Linked DNA regions of Mus musculus: all the other regions are linked to region 1. Evidence: chromatin contacts called from public HiChIP or PLAC-seq data. All regions are on one chromosome and are shown on one strand. The core of a region is the stretch at or near the end of the contact, and the rest is flanking DNA. Distances in the headings are between cores, read along the strand shown.

Region 1 (3,914 bases), core at 792-3,291:
GCCAAGGTTGGGTGAGTTTTCTCATTTTATTCTACCTTGGTTCCTTTCTGAAAAGGATTAATATTCTGCCATTGCCTTTGAGTGGCCCACAGTAACTATTTAAAGGAAAAAAATGAAACTATTCCCCCAGTCAAATCTCTCACTATTTAATTACAAAATGTTCATTTGCAGCCACTGTGTCTGAGCTGTCAGGTGACTGAAAGCAGTTGCAAGTGACCATGACTGCTCAACAAGTCTGTCCAATGGGCCTTTTACATACATGGGTTGGAAAATTCAAACCAACGTCTGTAGAATCCCTGTCATTGAGCCCACATTCATCTTGTGCTACCAGGAAAAAGGGAAGAGGTGACTGAACTCGTTGCCCCAAGTCTGGCCTGTGGTTTTTAACCCATCTTCAAAGAATTTCACAAAACAGGATCCCCCCCCCCCCAACACAGGCCCTTTTCCTCCCAAAGAACGGTGCATTCAGCGTCTCTGAGCTGCCTCGCCCCATCCAGACAGTCTTTGGGATGCTCGGTACTGATTTTTTTAAACCTCCTCTCCCAGACCCCAAATCCTCTCAAATTCCAAGACAGATCCCTTTAGGGACGTATTTTTCTGAGGCTAGCAGAGAGAGAGAGAGAGAGAGAGAGAGAGAGAGAGAGAGAGAGAGAAGTGTCTGATTCCATTCTAGCTTGAGAGGACTGGAATAAATTTGCCCCTGACTTACCTTGGATGGGCAAAAGAAGTAGAGTGATTTTAACCTCTGCGTTTCTCCCAGCGATGTGGGGAGCGCCATTAGTTGCTGATGGGGGGAAACCTGTGCTACAGGAAAGGGCAGGCCCCCTGAAACAAAATCAGAAAGCCATTCGCCAAGGCAATCAATCAGGTCCTAAGTAGCCATTTACCCCCTTTCTTGGCGGGGCTAGAGGTGGGTTGGGAGCCCTCCAAGGGTGCTCTGGGCAACTTGTAGAGCGAGGAATATGTCCTCTCAGCCGCCGCTGGCGTGCGGCTTTTGTCTCGGCTCCCAGGCAGGCTTTGTACCATGGATTTGGGAGTGACAATGGGCATTTCTCTCAGATTCAAGGCTGCCCGGCCTTACCTCTCAAGGGGAAAACTGGAAAGGGGGTGGATCAAGGACCTGTTCTTTCGTCTGGATTTTGAAGACATCTTCAGAATCCGTTTGCAGGCACGTGTGAAAGGCACGCAGCGAACCTACCCTCGGAGATGCGGTTCCTGCAGGCCTCTCTGAGGCTGGGCTAATTCCGGCTAGTGAGAACCGGTCTCACTGGCCTTTAGGTTTTCCCCTCTGTGGCATGTTTTCTTGCAGGGCCATTCCAGAAGGCTGGGGAAAGATGAGGCACCATGGCCATCACTGTCGGCTCCTTGGGACTCCAGTGCTCACCACCCATGCGAGGGCAGAGAGACAGCCCTTGGAGGCCGCCCCTTGGAAGCCATGCTGAGCTGGACCAGGCCCGAGAGTCCAGTTGACCCAGCTCACCCCCTGGGCCTCGGGGCGTGTGCCTAGCTTTTTGTCGAGGGTTTACATGTGGCTGCCCCGGGAGTGTGAGCGCGGTAGAGGGAGGGGCACTCCGAGCTGCTCCATCCGTCCGTTTTATTAGGGACACATTAATCTATAATCAAATACACCTCATAAAATTTTTATTGAAAGGCATAATATCATTACAGAGGTCTTCCACCTGTTTTAAACAACACGCCAAGCTGTGTGAGTGTGTGTGTGTGTGTGTGTGTGTGTGTGTGTGTGTGTGTGTGTAGGGATGGGTTTAGGTAAGAAAAGAGGCGAGGGGAGAACGACTCCCTTTGGGCGACAGGGGTCCGCCCTTAAAGGCCAGCCTGCCTGGGGCAGCCCGGGCCCAGGAGCCTCCAACTGCTCCGGGGCTTTGGATAATCGCCTAGGTGTGACTTAGAAGCCCGGCCCAGGGCTCAGAGCCCAGGAGTCGGAGAGCCAGAGTCCGGGTGGAGATCGCAGGACCCAGAGAGGCAAGAAGAGATGAACAAATAGTCCCCAGCGCCTCCTGCGGCCGCAGTTAGGCCTGTGGCCGCCGCCGCCACCAGGGCGGGCTGAGCCGGGCCAGGCCGGGCTGGTGCGTGGACCTGGGCCCGGCAGCTCTAATTGCAACGCTCCTGTTGATGATGATTTTTTTTTTTTTAAATCACAGCAGCCCCCAGTTTAGCGGACTGATTTACTCCGGGTATTGGTAAATATGATCACGTGGGCCGCGCGACCAATGGTGGTGGCTGCAGCCTGCGAACTAGTCGGCGGCTCGGGCGCCGGCGAGGAGCCGCTCGGCGGTGGGCAGTGGAACCTTGGGTGGGAGCGAGCGGCGCCTCACCATGTCGTCCAGTGGCACCCTCAGCAACTACTACGTGGACTCGCTCATAGGCCATGAGGGCGACGAGGTGTTCGCCGCGCGCTTTGGGCCACCGGGGCCGGGGACACAGGGCCGGCCCGCAGGTGTGGCCGATGGCCCAGCCGCCGCCACCGCCGAGTTCGCCTCGTGTAGTTTTGCCCCCAAATCGTCCGTGTTCTCCGCCTCGTGGTCCGCGGTGGCCGCCCAGCCCCCGGCGGCGGCGACGATGAGCGGCCTGTACCACCCGTACGTGTCCCCGCCGCCCCTGGCTGCCGCCGAGCCGGGACGCTACGTACGCTCCTGGATGGAGCCGCTGCCCGGCTTCCCCGGCGGCGCAGGCGGTGGCGGTGGCAGTGGTGGCGGCGGTGGCGGAGGCCCGGGTCCCGTTCCCAGCCCCGGTGGCCCAGCCAACGGGCGCCACTACGGGATTAAGCCTGAAACCGGAGCGGCCCCGGCCCCCGCTGCAGCCTCCACCTCCTCCTCCTCCTCCACCTCCTCGTCCTCCTCCTCCAAAAGGACTGAGTGCTCCGCGGCCCGCGAGTCCCAGGGGAGCGGCGGCCCAGAATTCCCGTGCAACTCGTTCCTGCGGGACAAGGCAGCGGCGGCGACAGGGAACGGGCCCGGGGTGGGAATCGGGACCGGGCCAGGGGCGGTAGGCTCGTCCGAGCCCTCAGCTTGCAGCGATCACCCGAGCCCGGGCTGCTCGCTGAAGGAGGAGGAGAAGCAGCCGCCGCAGCCGCCGCAGCAGCAACTTGACCCAAGTAAGTGCAAAAGAAATTGCCCCCTGATTTATTGCTGAAACCTGTAAGGCTCGAATGTGCAAAACTGATAGTTTTACTAACCTATAAAAACGTCTAGACGCCTACCCAAGCCTAGGCGAGCAACACGTATCCATAAAAAGCTTCCCATAACCACCTACCTTGGGCGCGCGGTTTGTACGGTAAACAGAGCGCGGGCATTAAGGCTTTTTATGATAATTCCCCCAAGTTGTGAAAAGCGTCCATCCTTGGTGAAATTAATTTAACGACCTCTCTTCCCCACCCTGTCGTCTCTCCCTGCCTCCCCTCCGCCCCTCGCTCCCTTGTCTGCAAACCCCCCTCTTCCTAGACAACCCTGCAGCGAACTGGATCCACGCTCGCTCCACCCGGAAAAAGCGCTGTCCCTACACCAAATACCAGACGCTAGAGCTGGAGAAGGAATTCCTCTTCAACATGTACCTCACCCGGGACCGGCGCTACGAGGTGGCCAGGATTCTGAACCTTACAGAGAGACAAGTCAAAATCTGGTTCCAGAACCGTAGGATGAAAATGAAAAAGATGAGCAAGGAGAAGTGCCCTAAAGGAGACTGACCCAGTGCGGGTCTGGCCTGCAGCACTCAAAAGGCAGCGGGTTTTTTTGTTTGTTTGTTTGTTTGTTTTGTTTTTTGTTTTTTGTTGTTGTTTGTTTTCTTTGTGGGTGCTTGATTCAGAAACTCTGCAGCGACTCGGACTTTCTTCTTTTTTTAGGTAGAAGTGACTGTGTGGTTGGTCTCTGTGAGTTATCTGGGGGACACTGTATTTGCTC
Region 2 (3,914 bases), core at 641-3,140, 400 kb after region 1:
TGGATTTTTTTTTTTTTAAGTAACAAAATTTGATTCTGTTGTAAAGTCATTTATTACAAGTATAGGGGAGAGATCCTTCACAAAAGACCCCAAAGTGTTCTGTGGATAAAGATGGGGGTCTAATGCCTGCATCCCTTTGTCCTTAGGTGGTCTGATAGGCTCTGGGTATTCCTAAGAGGCCAGGGTGGGTTGTTCAGCAGCAGCATCTCTCAGCAGGCTCAGATGTACTCCTATTTAGTACTTAGAAGCATTCGTTGTAGTTTCCACGTGTTCTCGCTGGGTCTGTCCTATGGAGGAGAGACTGTGCTATCTAAGCCTCCACTATATCATGTGATGGTGTAACCTGGAGTTAGGCATTGCTTCATAGCAGGCTTGGTACCTCTCATGTCCCTGAAAGGGGACAAAACCCCTAGGGACTGCAAGCTACCGTAGAGCCTTGCCTGAGCTGCTCTGAGGGATCTGGTCACAGCCAGGCTGAGAGACAGGACTTAGTTGTGTGTCCTTGACTGGAATCCCTCGGGTCTGACTGCCTCTGTTACTGCACGGTGAGTGCTGAACTGGGCTCTGAGTCAGGAGAGATGTGTTGTCCAAGGTGACCATGGACCCATCTGTTAGTCAGGCCCATCTGTGATCACTCACCACCATTGCTCAGACTGACCATGGTTCAAGTTCACATTAACACTTCAGAAAGAAAGAAAATGACTATTAGATACTCAGGTTATTGTGATTAATATATGCCCATTTTTATTTCCAAGATTTCCTTAATTTGGTAATTAATGTTCATGAACATCCCTGAGAGAATGTAAATGAATATAATTCTGTCTCTAAGAATATTAAAATTGAAAATGATGACAAAAATATATAGCCCTATAACTAACCTCTCAGCCTTTAATATCTCTATCTCTCTCTCTCTCTCTCTCTCTCTCTCTCTCTCTCTCTCTCTCTCTCTTTCTCTCTTTCTCTCTCCCTTTGTGTCACTTTCTTGGAGGGAGGATGGGGGGGGCAGGGAAGAACAAGGGTGTCATTTGTGAAGGCACTGGACGCTGTCTACCACAGATCTCTTTAATAACATTGGCAGCAGTTCCAGAATTGATTTGTATCGATTTATATGCCAATGCAAGATCACTGGCACATATTATCTTGTCTTACATCATCATCAACACTTAATTGTGATTCTTTTCATAGTAAAACAGAAAAATTAATTTCCCAATTTTTTTATTACAAAGCGAAATGCCACTCTACAAATCAGGTTTTGATAATTTTGACAGCAATTAATGTTTTTCTCTATAGTAATATAGGAACAAATCTTGATTTCTGAATTAGGGAGAGAAGAAGGGGGAGAGGGAGGGAGGGAGGGCGGGCAGCTGGCACAGGGATCTCCCCATCTGCATAGTCTTCCCTACACTGGGTTGCAAACAGAAGTTTACTGTGGCCATTTGCCCTGAAAGACGTGGACCCTCCATGACATTTGCACACTGCTTTAACTAACAGTCGTTTCCTGTGTTCTGGGTCTGAAGCCCCGAACTTGGCACTTCATTTCCTCAGGTCATTCAATACTTGGAACAGCCCTGCGAGTTAGGTGTCCTTATTTTCCCATTTTATAAAGGAGAAAACTGGCACCAAGAATGTCTAGGCAAGAAGATCTTGTGTTGCGGGTCAGCTTGGCCTATATAGTCAGACTGTCTGGACGCAAAACAAAACAACGTGACGAACAAAAAAAACCCAAAACGGACACTGTTTCAAGGCTGCACACACAGTGGGCCTATTGCTGTCTGTGGACAGATTTCCTCTGAGTCAAATGCCTGTTTCTGCTCTAAAACTGCACCGATTGGTTCAGACCCAACACCACGCCCCCAAGCACGATCAGATCCCGCCTTATTGCTAGCTGGTTCACCTTACCAGAACCGTTTCCTTTGAAGTGGAGTAGTCTCCCAGCAGTGCTTCTCTCGCCCAGAGCAATCCTGGTAGCTCCTGCCTTTGATGGGGTACTGGGAATGTAAAACTCTTCATTATCCCATTAGCCATAATCTCTTCTGCTAAGCCTAATAATTTATGAACACTATTTAAGCTAATGTATAGTTGCATGATTTTACGGCTAGTCTACTTTTTCACGAGGTGACACATTTAGGTGTGTAGATCCTCGGTGGGATTTTCTGAAGGGAGAGATTAGATGACTTTGACAGGACACCTTTGTAGAATCCCTTCCTTCCCAAGGGCCTGCAGAGACGACCGCAGCGTCCCTGTGAGTGGAGGAGGCTTGAGGTGCAGGAGCCATCAGAAGAAGACTTTCGCGATTGCTGCTCAGGTTTCATGACAGAGGGAAATCTTGGGGGAAGTACAGGAGCCTCCATTCCAACCTCCCCACTAAGCAGCTTTCATAAAAATTAGTAGAGGCCATTAGACGACAAGTGTAAGAAAGATTCATATTGACCCTTTAGCAGAAAGGAATTTATTGCAAAGTCACATGTGGACTGGAATTGAGAAGAGGCGAAGTCTTAGGGGTGGAGGATGCTGCAAGATGCCAGTCCCAGTATCCTTTGTCTCTCTTCTCTCTCCCTCCCCTGCCCACCCCCTCCCCTGCCTTTCCCCCCTCCTCTGTCTCTCTCCCTCCTCTCCCATCTTGATCTCATGGTGTCTGCTCTCTGGAGCCTCCCATCTCCTCCCTAGGTCCACTGTTCCAACCTAGCTGCTCAGTTTATTCCCTCTTCTCCAGACATTATAACACAGCCAAGGGGCCAACTGGGGCCTTTTATTTAGGTGGCTCAAGCTGTAGAGCAAATTTGTACTTGAATTTTTTAAAAATCAAGTTGTACATTGTTGCCAAATAATCACAGAATCTTAATTTATTCAAAGGAAAGCGTTAAGGCTGCTACAGCCTATCTATCTATCTATCTATCTATCTATCTATCTATCTATCTAATTTTTTTTTCTTTTGTGTCTTCAGCAGACTCCTGCTTTTTTGTTGTCCTGACTTTCTGTAATGGAAGCTTGTCCTTGTGACAATTCACTTAACCGGCCAGTCCATAGACATCCTTGTCAGGAGTGGGAAAGCACCTCACTGTGCAATGGTCCACAAATATAGCAATCTGCTGTTGTTACTGTTTGTTAATATGTATTGATTAATCTAATTCCTGTCCCCCCAAGTTGACCAAACAAATTCAACTTTCTCTCTCCTTCCATGTGAAGACTTACAGTGGCTAAGCTATGGACGGTTTTGTTTTTTTGTTTTTTGGGTTTGTTTTCTTTTTTAATGGTTTAACACACCCATGGGTCTCCTGTAAATATCTATAGAGGAATAATTTCAAATTCAGACAAATGGCTTGGATTTTTGGATGAGTTGAATAGTCAGGAGGCATAGTCAAGGGATCCTGGAGATACTTGGGCAGGAATAGGTTGGTAGGTTGGTTGGGGGGTGCTTTGAAAAGACTATTTTCATTTTTGGATCCAACAAAACCATTCATGTTAAAAACCATGTGTGGTCTTTCCTTGCGCTCGAAAACTTGGCCCATTTCTTCACCTTTGATACGCCCACCACCTCTCTTAATGCAGTAACATGCCTGTTTCATTCTCTTCCAACCTTCCCCACCAACACAGACTTAGATTAAAAAGAGATTGCAAAAGATCGGTTAGAAGGAAGCAGACACACTTCAGCAATCTGCGTGCTCGGGGCACTGAGGCCAGATCTCTTGTGTTTGTCCCATTTTTTTTTGTCCCATTTCTCATTTAAAAAAAAATAGAGACCATCACTCTCAAAGAAGCTCAAAGCAGAGAGAAAGAGTTTATAAATATTTAGATAACAGACACTTTAAGATATGTTTACAAGAAACAGTCTTTGGCACTTCATAATTGCATTTAATTAAGGTTAATAATTAGCTTTGTAAAGAACCCAAAGCAAAGAAAAGAATTAGACAAAT
Region 3 (3,914 bases), core at 649-3,148, 330 kb after region 1:
GAACAGCAGGCAGGGCTATGTTCTGAACTGGAAACCGTTGTGAGCTTTCCTACTTAATAAATGCAAGCAGCGCATGTACGCGCAGCAGCTGGAAGAGTGTGGAGGGAGCAGACCCCCAAAATCAGATGGCCCGCACCTTCTCTGCAAGTCTTCTCCCACATTTTGGAAAGACGACAGATTAAATGCAAGAGCAAGCAATGGCCTGGAGGGGAAGGCACAAGGTGGGAGACGAGGAGAGGGGCTGATGTGTTATTAGCAGAGTGTCAATAACACAAGTGTCAGGAATTTAAACTGCCTCAGATGCTAGAACAATTTGGGGCTCAGGCTATAAGGGAAGGAATCTAGACATCACAATGAACACTATATCCAAATGGATACATATATCCATTAAGACCCTATTTGAAAAACAAAAATCAGCCAAGAATTCCTTGCAAGTGGTGACTCTCTTATCTTCATGATTCCAGGAGTGGCTTTAGAGTGCATGCTGCTGCGATGTTTCGTTTCTAGCTTCGGACTCTGTTCACTTGTGTATTGTTCCATAGAGAAAGCCGGGCCACCCGTACTTACCAATATCCCAGGCACTCGGGCCACTAGTTCCTGTCGAACGTCACCTTCCCGGAAGTGACTTCACCTCACTCCAGGAGCCTTTGCCAAGCCATGATGGTTTTTGAATACTCAAAATGCCTTCCTGGGATCTTACCCAGCACAGCCCACTCTGCTGGCTCCCCCACCCACTCTCTGCACTTTCTCTTGCTCTCCCCGGCCTTCATTGTCTAACACAGCTCTGCCTCCCCCTCAGGAAGCCATCATGCTTCCTCTACCTTCAGAGACCACAGTGCTTCCTTCTGAACCAGTTTATCAGCTGTTTGTGATGGTATAAATCATTGTTGATAATGCTGTTAACATATTAAGGCTCTATCCATGCCTTGTCTCTTGGAAGTCAGTTCTTTAAGAAGAGTGGTTTCTAATACTCCCATAGACCCTCCAAGAGTGTATAGTATACAGTTAGAGCTCAATAAATGTACAATAACTAATTGCTAAACAATAGCAAAAAAAACAAAAGGGAAAAACTATCACAAAGTTTTAAGAAACATTTCTTTCATAGTTTTTACTGCTTTTTTATTAATATTATACTTATTAAATTTAATTATTTAATTTGATAGATGCTAACCTAAAATATAAACAAATCACCAGCTTTTTTTTAAAAAAGCATTTGATTTGTATTAAGAGGGGATTAAACATATGAACCATTTTATTTCTTGGCACATATTTCTCCTAAAATGAAATGGAACAATATTAGTTTGAAGAAATTACTAATTTTCATCACATTGTTTTGCAGTGATCTGCTTCCTTTGCTTATTTATTAACCAGATATTTCAGAAACACACTAAATATATGCCAAAAGTCATAAAAGTGAGTCAAACATTCCCAATTGAAATATACATTAAAAGCAAAGAGGGGTCATATGGCCTTTCTGGTCCCTCCCACATAGAAGTATTCCATGTCTGACTTTTTCCAGTGACAGTCCCGTGCTCGTGCTGGGCAGGAGCCCCAGGTGCTCATCTGTTCAGTCACAAGCCCCACTGTGATATGCAGTGTGCTGCTAGAGGCAACTAAGTGGTTAACTGTGATTCAGGGACCCAGCCAAACTCAAAAGCAGCGTGTTCACCAAACCGCCCTCTTTCCCCACTATTTTCTCTGGAGCAATCCCAGCTCTAATTAAAATGTAATATTCTCCTTATGTGATTCCTTGGAAAAGTTTGTGGAATGACCACCTAATCCAGACCAGGTTTCCCAGCTGTTCCCTGGCTTGGCTGGCATTCTCATGCACACAGCCCACACCCCAGCTCCTCGTCTATATACTTACCATATGACCTCCCTCCCCTCCCACGTCTCCCCTGCTGTCTCCCATATACTGTACATAACTTCCTGACTCATACTGTTGTGCCTTCAGCGTAGAAGAGCCATTACTGGAGCGCAGAGGGCCAAGAAAAAAGTAATACTGCCCCTGCAGAGCACTTTAACGCCATTTACAATGGAAAGAACAACTTTGAACTGCTTCCAAAATAACAGGCATTTAAAATCACTTCTGTTTGCCGTTGAGATGGATTTTGCAGTAACCTTTCCAAACCTGCTTCCTCTGAATGGTTTTTAGTCTACAGAGTGGCTTTCTCAATGAAAATTTAAAATGGTGCCCATTTGAACATGACATACACCACAAAAGGCAATTTCCCAACATGCTGACAGTCACTCATGAAACCAGGGTCTGATGTCGCATCTCAATGATGATTATATAAGCACGGAGATATTATGAAACACTGCTTCAAACACAGGATTAATAAAAGCAGATGCTGGGGCGTACGTCTGATAAAGGAATCGCTTAGCACAGCTCTGTGAATTCAATTTCCCACGTCTGTCCTCACACACATCTTTCTGTAAACCTTACATCCCTTTAGCCTTTTCATCCAGCTTCATCAGATGTTATGAGGATTTCTCAACCAGCGCTTACAAAATGGCATTCTACAAGTGAAATCCATAAGTCTTGACCCACTTTGGTTTTGATCAGCTTGGGTTTTTTTTTTAACTAAGTTATCATTCAATAATAAGTTATGGTTCAAGAGCTAATATTTTAAAGTTGTAATAGCCCATTCACAAATTGAGATTCTCTGCTTATTCTGAGAGATCATTTAGTGTGGACCTGTCATGGCCCACAGCTCAGTGGATCACATGACAGAAGCAAGACTCTCCCTAGAGCTCCCGGCTCCATCCCCTCTTTTCCACCACTCACTTGGCATTTTAATTTAACATTTTGGGTTATAACGTCATTGGTTCAAGTATTTTACAGACAGAAACTTGGCCACACAATTGTGTTAAGCCATATGTTCTTATTCATCTTGAAATCTGAATTCTTTCACAATAGAGTATTTCCCACTTACCTAGATTCTTGACCCAGGTCACCAAGGGAACCGCTGCCTATCACACAGCATACCCAAGGTATGATGAGAAAAGACTTAGGACACATGAAGCCCTGACCCACATCCAATTGCGTAGTGCTGAGAATATGGCTTAAATGTCTTGTGTTCCAGAATTCATATCAATAAAATAGAAACCCCCCCCCTCACTTGCTAATTCTCATCAGGAAAGTTTGCTGAAACATGGAACTGGTTCCACCCAGAGCTTCTGACACATTAGCTCTAGGCTGGGACTTAGGCACATGCATTTTTCACAAGTTCCCACGGGATGCTGCAGGTCCAGGGCCACACACCGAGAACTTCTATCTGGCCTAATTGCTGTAGATTATAGGCTATAGTTACAGAAAACACAGGATACAGTGAACTAGTCGTTTTTTTGATGGAAAGTAAAGAAGTTGTTTATTTTGTTAGTAATTTGGCATATTATTGTATTTGATATGTTATACGAGTGAGGAATCCAGATAATTATTTCATTTCTGAAATTTGTAATTTTTTTTTTTTTTTTTGTAAAGCAAAACAGAAAATTCAGACCCCAAGCTTACTTCGGTCTTACTCGGAGCTCTGGTTCTCCCATCTGCACACAAGAAAAACCAATAGTTTTGTTGGAAGATATTGGAAGGAAAGGGCGGGGGCAAAGAATTATCTTTGAAGAGTTGGATTACATTTCATCCATCCTTCATCCTTCCATGTTCTCCCTGTGCTCAGAGTCCAGACCGGTAGCCCTAGTGACGTCAAGGAACACAAAGCAGTCTGTGGTCCAATGGCTGTTTGTCTGCCTCTTCTCTTTTCTCTCCCTCCCCTCAGTGATGGGTAACAAGAATGAGGATGACCCCACTGCAGACTCAAAAATGATGGACATGGGTCTCACATGGACTTAAAATCATCAAGCAAGCCATGGTGGCTAACACCCGTAATCTCAGCACTTGGGGTGGTGAGGCATCT
Region 4 (3,914 bases), core at 943-3,442, 300 kb after region 1:
GGATCAAGAACTGCCCACCAAATATGAGGTTAAGGGGGAAAAACAGCCCTACGTGTTCCTCATTAGCCACAGGCTTTAAATTTCCCTGTTGGAACATTCTCAGCTTAGAAAAGAACAAGTTAGGTAAAACAGCGTTCACAGTCAACTTTCTCACAACTGTTAAAATGTGACGGGCATGCTGGGAAGCACTCACGCTTCAGACGTGGATAGAGCTCTGTCTCTTGGTTGTCTTCACCTAAACTTACACAAGAGCAAGAGGGCAAAGTCTGCGACACAGAGTGAGTCTCTGGAAAACTGCCCCCACCTTGACGGGACTGGGTACAGAGAAGGCAGTGACAAAGACTTTTCTGAGGAGGACAAAGCTTTCGTTTCAGTAGGTCATGTTTTCCACAGGAGCCCTGCTTTGTTGATGTGTTAGTCTTAGAGAGGATATCCTACCCTAACCCTAACTAACCCTAACCCTCTAACGCTAACACTCTAACCCTTTAACCCTAACTACACTCTAACCCTAACCATTTCTCTCTAACCCTAACCCTCTAACCCTTACCCTAGGGTTGAGTCTTTCCAATGGAATTTCATTTACTAGCAAATCACCAATGACATCTGGAAATGGTGACTAACCTAAAGAAAACACTTTGCCACCTTAAAGCTCAAACCCCAGGCTGTTCTCCCCATTTCCAGACTGAGAGGAGCAGAAGTGACAACTTGCCAGAGGCCCTCATCTCAGGATCGCACCCAGACTTCCTTTGTGAGTGATATGAACACTATCAGTCAGCTGGATGCCCCTATTTGCAGATTCAGGCCAGCAGCAGACAGATGTAGGCTTTACAGGACTGACTGGGGTGGGACAGGAGTGATAAGACAGGAGTATGGCCATGACCTGGAGCTTGTTCTGAGTTTTAACAGGAAAGATTTCCCTGTGTTCTGTGTTCCTTACCTGAGCCTGTGATCAGGGTATCTTCCAGAGAGCTTAGCTCTCCACAGATGAGAGGGGGGGGGGAGGGAGAGGAGAGGAGAGGAGAGGAGAGGAGAGGAGAGGAGAGGAGAGGAGAGGAGAGGAGAGGAGAGGAGAGGAGAGGAGAGGAGAGGAGAGGAGAGGAGAAAGAATTGCCCCTTCCTTAAGGCAGAAGGCACCCTGGCAGTCTAGAGCAGACATTTTGTATTGTCATCACTGTAGGTGTTTCTGTCTTCTGTTTGAATAAGGGCTTCTCTGCCCAGTTGACTACTACCCACATATTCCCTTGAGGCTAGCTTTGGGATTTTATACCCTTTATCCTGTTTCTGTCCCCAACAACATGAAAGGTGAAGTGGCCTCAGGTGCTGGACCATGTTGTCAGGGCCTCTGCATCTGTCTTTCAGCTGGGGCTGGGATGTGGGCCTGACAGGAAGCACACAGACCAGGCAATAGGAATGCCAGGTGCAAGAACTAAACTCCCTCAGACTGCATGAGGGGAAAGGACACCTGAAAGCTGAGGCTTTCTCTACTCAACAGTTCCTCTCCCCCAGGCTCACCCTACCCAAAAGCTGATGGCTAGCACTGACTCTGGTGGCTCCGGGTGCTTTGGCTCACCAGGCAGTGCGGCTCCCTCCCAAAGCTGTCTTGGTCTCCACTCAAGACCAAGGTGGTCTGGTAGGGGCTTTTCCTGTCTCCCCAAATGATGCCCACGTTGCTGTTCTGGTCCAAGGTCGGGAAAGAAGACCCCAGGAAAGAACAGTGATTCCACCCTCAACTCAGAGGGTGAATGTGTTCAGAGGTCACACACACTCCCCAGATGTGAGAGCAGACAGGAACGGCAACACATAAGAAGGATCCGAGAACTCGTAAATATGAACAACTACCACAAATAAAATCTACCAGCCTGTTACTCCCGGGAAACTGACTGCTTGTAGATCAGAGAAATGCTGCTCCGGGGTTTCCCATGCCTAACCGCAGCATCACCCGGGGACGATTCAGAAAGTGACCCAGGCCAAATGCGAGTGTCAGTCTTTGGTAAAATTTGATACTCCTCAAGTAACTCTGGTTAAGGCAAGAACAGACTCTTCAAATCAGTGCTCCTGCCCTGTGAAAACGACTCGACTTGGTGGGGGGGGGGGGGGGCAAACTTGAAAGGATGCAGCCCAGATGTTAATTTTAAGATCCTCTGGGCCCAACACAGCTGTGGCCTCCAAACTGTTTTGGGATGGAGTCCGGCCACACCCACAGCTGCAGCCGAGCAGTGCAATTTGAAACTCCCCCAGGGCCAACTGCTGTGAAAAGAGCAGTTTTATTACACAAAATAAAACAAAATGCCAGCTCATCTTTACAGTTTCACGGTCTGCCTCGGGGAACACAAAAAGAGTTTTATTTTTCACCTCGTGCGCACTCTGCGCCAGCCGGGTTTGTCTCGGGGCCAGTTTGGGAGGAAGATCTGGAAAGTTCTCTGCTCTGTTGTGGACTCCACTGGTGGTGGAGCTGACATTGAACTTGACTGACTACAGCTGCTCTTTCTGGGCAGTGAGGGAGCAGCATTTAACGTAGCTCTTATGGGGATGTTGCATGTGTTCACGGGAGCTGGACCTGGACCTCATGCCTGAGATACACGGTCTCCCTCGTCTCAAAGCTTTGGAGCAAGATTTTGCCTTTTAATTAAATTTTAGAAGCTTGTTAAACTAGATTTCTGCTTTTAAGAGAGCACACTTAAAAAGAAAATGATGTGCCCCCAATAATCTATAAAATTGAAATTCTGAGGCAGATATTAAAGTTTTCTACTCTAGCTGAAACACTGACAAGAGACGATGAAAGTATATTGTTTGGAGGGCTGGGAAGAGAACTCAAGAGCTACAAGCTGAACTATCGTGAGACCCGTGTTCCAATCCCCAGCACCCAGGGAAAGAGCTGAGAGTGGGGGTACATACCTATAATCTCAATGCTGGCGTCAGAGACGGGAGGATCCCTGAGGCTTGCCGGCCAGCCATCTTAGCTGAACCAGTGACCTCTAGGTTCAAAGAGAGATGCTGTTTCAAAGAATAATATAGAGAGTACCTGAGGACGATATTCAGTGTTGACCTCTGGTCTACATGTGTATACATACAGACACTATATCACACACACACACACACACACACACACACACACACAAGTATATTGTTAAATCAAGCATCAGCGTTACTAGATGAAACTACGGAAGTTAGCTAATAGCCGACTGATTTTTAGTGCAAACAGGGAAACGACCCCATGGTCTTTTTGTTTTCTCTCTGTGTCTAATGCATTGAGTCGTACACGCAATCTAGGACAGCTACATGCTTGATCTCGGTAGAGGAGAAGCCAGCCTGCACACGGGTGTGAGGGTCTCTGTGATATGAATCGGACGGAAACATGAACTAAGTTGTTTGAGCAGATGTTTTGTCTACACAATGCTGAGCGTTAAGAGGCAGATATTAAGGTTTCCTTCTTCCCGTGTAGAGACCTGGTGTCATATAGATGAAACACTCCATAGGATAAATGAAGGTCCCTCTTCTGTTCAGACGTTTTTGATATATGATATATAGAAGCAGCTGGAGAAGAGTTCAGCTCAGAATGAAGAAGCAGAAGCAGGGGAGAGGAGAAGAAAACTCAAGGACAAGGACCAGTTGCTCACATCCCTGGTAATGCAAACCCTCCAGGTAACCAAGTAGAGGGAACTTGTCACTTTCTAATGACAGACATGTTTACCAAGACCATGCACTGAATTGTCTTCCTCTCCTCCCTTAGCTCGGAACCTTTGTGCCCTGTCCTAATCTTATGCTATGCATAGTGGCTGTGGACGATTAACAAAAGGAGAAAGGGCTCCGTAATAAAGCAGACATCGACATGGAGACAGAGGGGACTCGGGGTTTCTAACTGCTGCTCTTAGGTCTCCCCCCGGTGAAGGCTCCCAACAAGGCAGGCATTGCTA

What was found. HiChIP or PLAC-seq counts read pairs in DNA pulled down with a chosen protein or histone mark.
Region 2: an H3K4me3 HiChIP or PLAC-seq map of craniofacial prominence shows a contact between it and region 1, with 4 times the contacts expected there. The contact joins the enhancer-like site here to the promoter of Hoxd9 in region 1. A contact is called at or near these places in 5 of 39 promoter capture datasets (embryonic stem cells, erythroid cells, frontonasal cranial neural crest and 2 more), 1 of 15 datasets of contacts at CTCF or cohesin (large pre-B cells), 18 of 115 datasets of contacts at active chromatin or transcription factors (craniofacial prominence, embryonic basal ganglia, embryonic forebrain and 10 more) and 4 of 9 other capture datasets (adipose tissue, embryonic stem cells, liver and 1 more).
Region 3: a contact with region 1 is called in an H3K4me3 HiChIP or PLAC-seq map of craniofacial prominence, with 4 times the contacts expected there. The contact joins the enhancer-like site here to the promoter of Hoxd9 in region 1. A contact is called at or near these places in 1 of 39 promoter capture datasets (liver), 6 of 484 Hi-C or Micro-C datasets (adipose-derived mesenchymal stem cells, myocytes and uterus), 14 of 115 datasets of contacts at active chromatin or transcription factors (cardiomyocytes, craniofacial prominence, embryonic basal ganglia and 10 more) and 3 of 9 other capture datasets (embryonic stem cells, liver and pancreatic islet).
Region 4: an H3K4me3 HiChIP or PLAC-seq map of embryonic limb bud shows a contact between it and region 1, with 5 times the contacts expected there. The contact joins the enhancer-like site here to the promoter of Hoxd9 in region 1. A contact is called at or near these places in 2 of 39 promoter capture datasets (embryonic stem cells and liver), 3 of 484 Hi-C or Micro-C datasets (all in uterus), 7 of 115 datasets of contacts at active chromatin or transcription factors (craniofacial prominence, embryonic limb bud, embryonic stem cells and 3 more) and 2 of 9 other capture datasets (adipose tissue and pancreatic islet).

Annotation. Positions count from the first base shown.
Region 1 is chr2:74,695,722-74,699,635 of GRCm38.p6, forward strand. It overlaps Hoxd9 (homeobox D9), which reads left to right and starts at 2,042. Exons shown (of 2, transcript NM_013555.4): 1 at 2,042-3,112; 2 at 3,459-3,914. The coding sequence starts at 2,335. The coding sequence ends at 3,700.
Region 2 is chr2:75,099,856-75,103,769 of GRCm38.p6, forward strand. No RefSeq gene overlaps it. Among named protein-coding and RNA genes, the nearest start is that of 2600014E21Rik, 36 kb to the right of the region's middle. Within about 2 kb of position 1,891, at least 16 of the 459 cell types and tissues checked have an H3K27ac peak or open chromatin away from gene starts, as enhancers often do. A contact at or near this core is called in craniofacial prominence and embryonic limb bud, where this site is marked.
Region 3 is chr2:75,027,678-75,031,591 of GRCm38.p6, forward strand. No RefSeq gene overlaps it. Among named protein-coding and RNA genes, the nearest start is that of Gm46748, 32 kb to the right of the region's middle. Within about 2 kb of position 1,899, at least 18 of the 459 cell types and tissues checked have an H3K27ac peak or open chromatin away from gene starts, as enhancers often do. A contact at or near this core is called in craniofacial prominence and embryonic limb bud, where this site is marked.
Region 4 is chr2:74,998,274-75,002,187 of GRCm38.p6, forward strand. No RefSeq gene overlaps it. Among named protein-coding and RNA genes, the nearest start is that of Gm46748, 61 kb to the right of the region's middle. Within about 2 kb of position 2,193, at least 46 of the 459 cell types and tissues checked have an H3K27ac peak or open chromatin away from gene starts, as enhancers often do. A contact at or near this core is called in craniofacial prominence, embryonic limb bud and uterus, where this site is marked.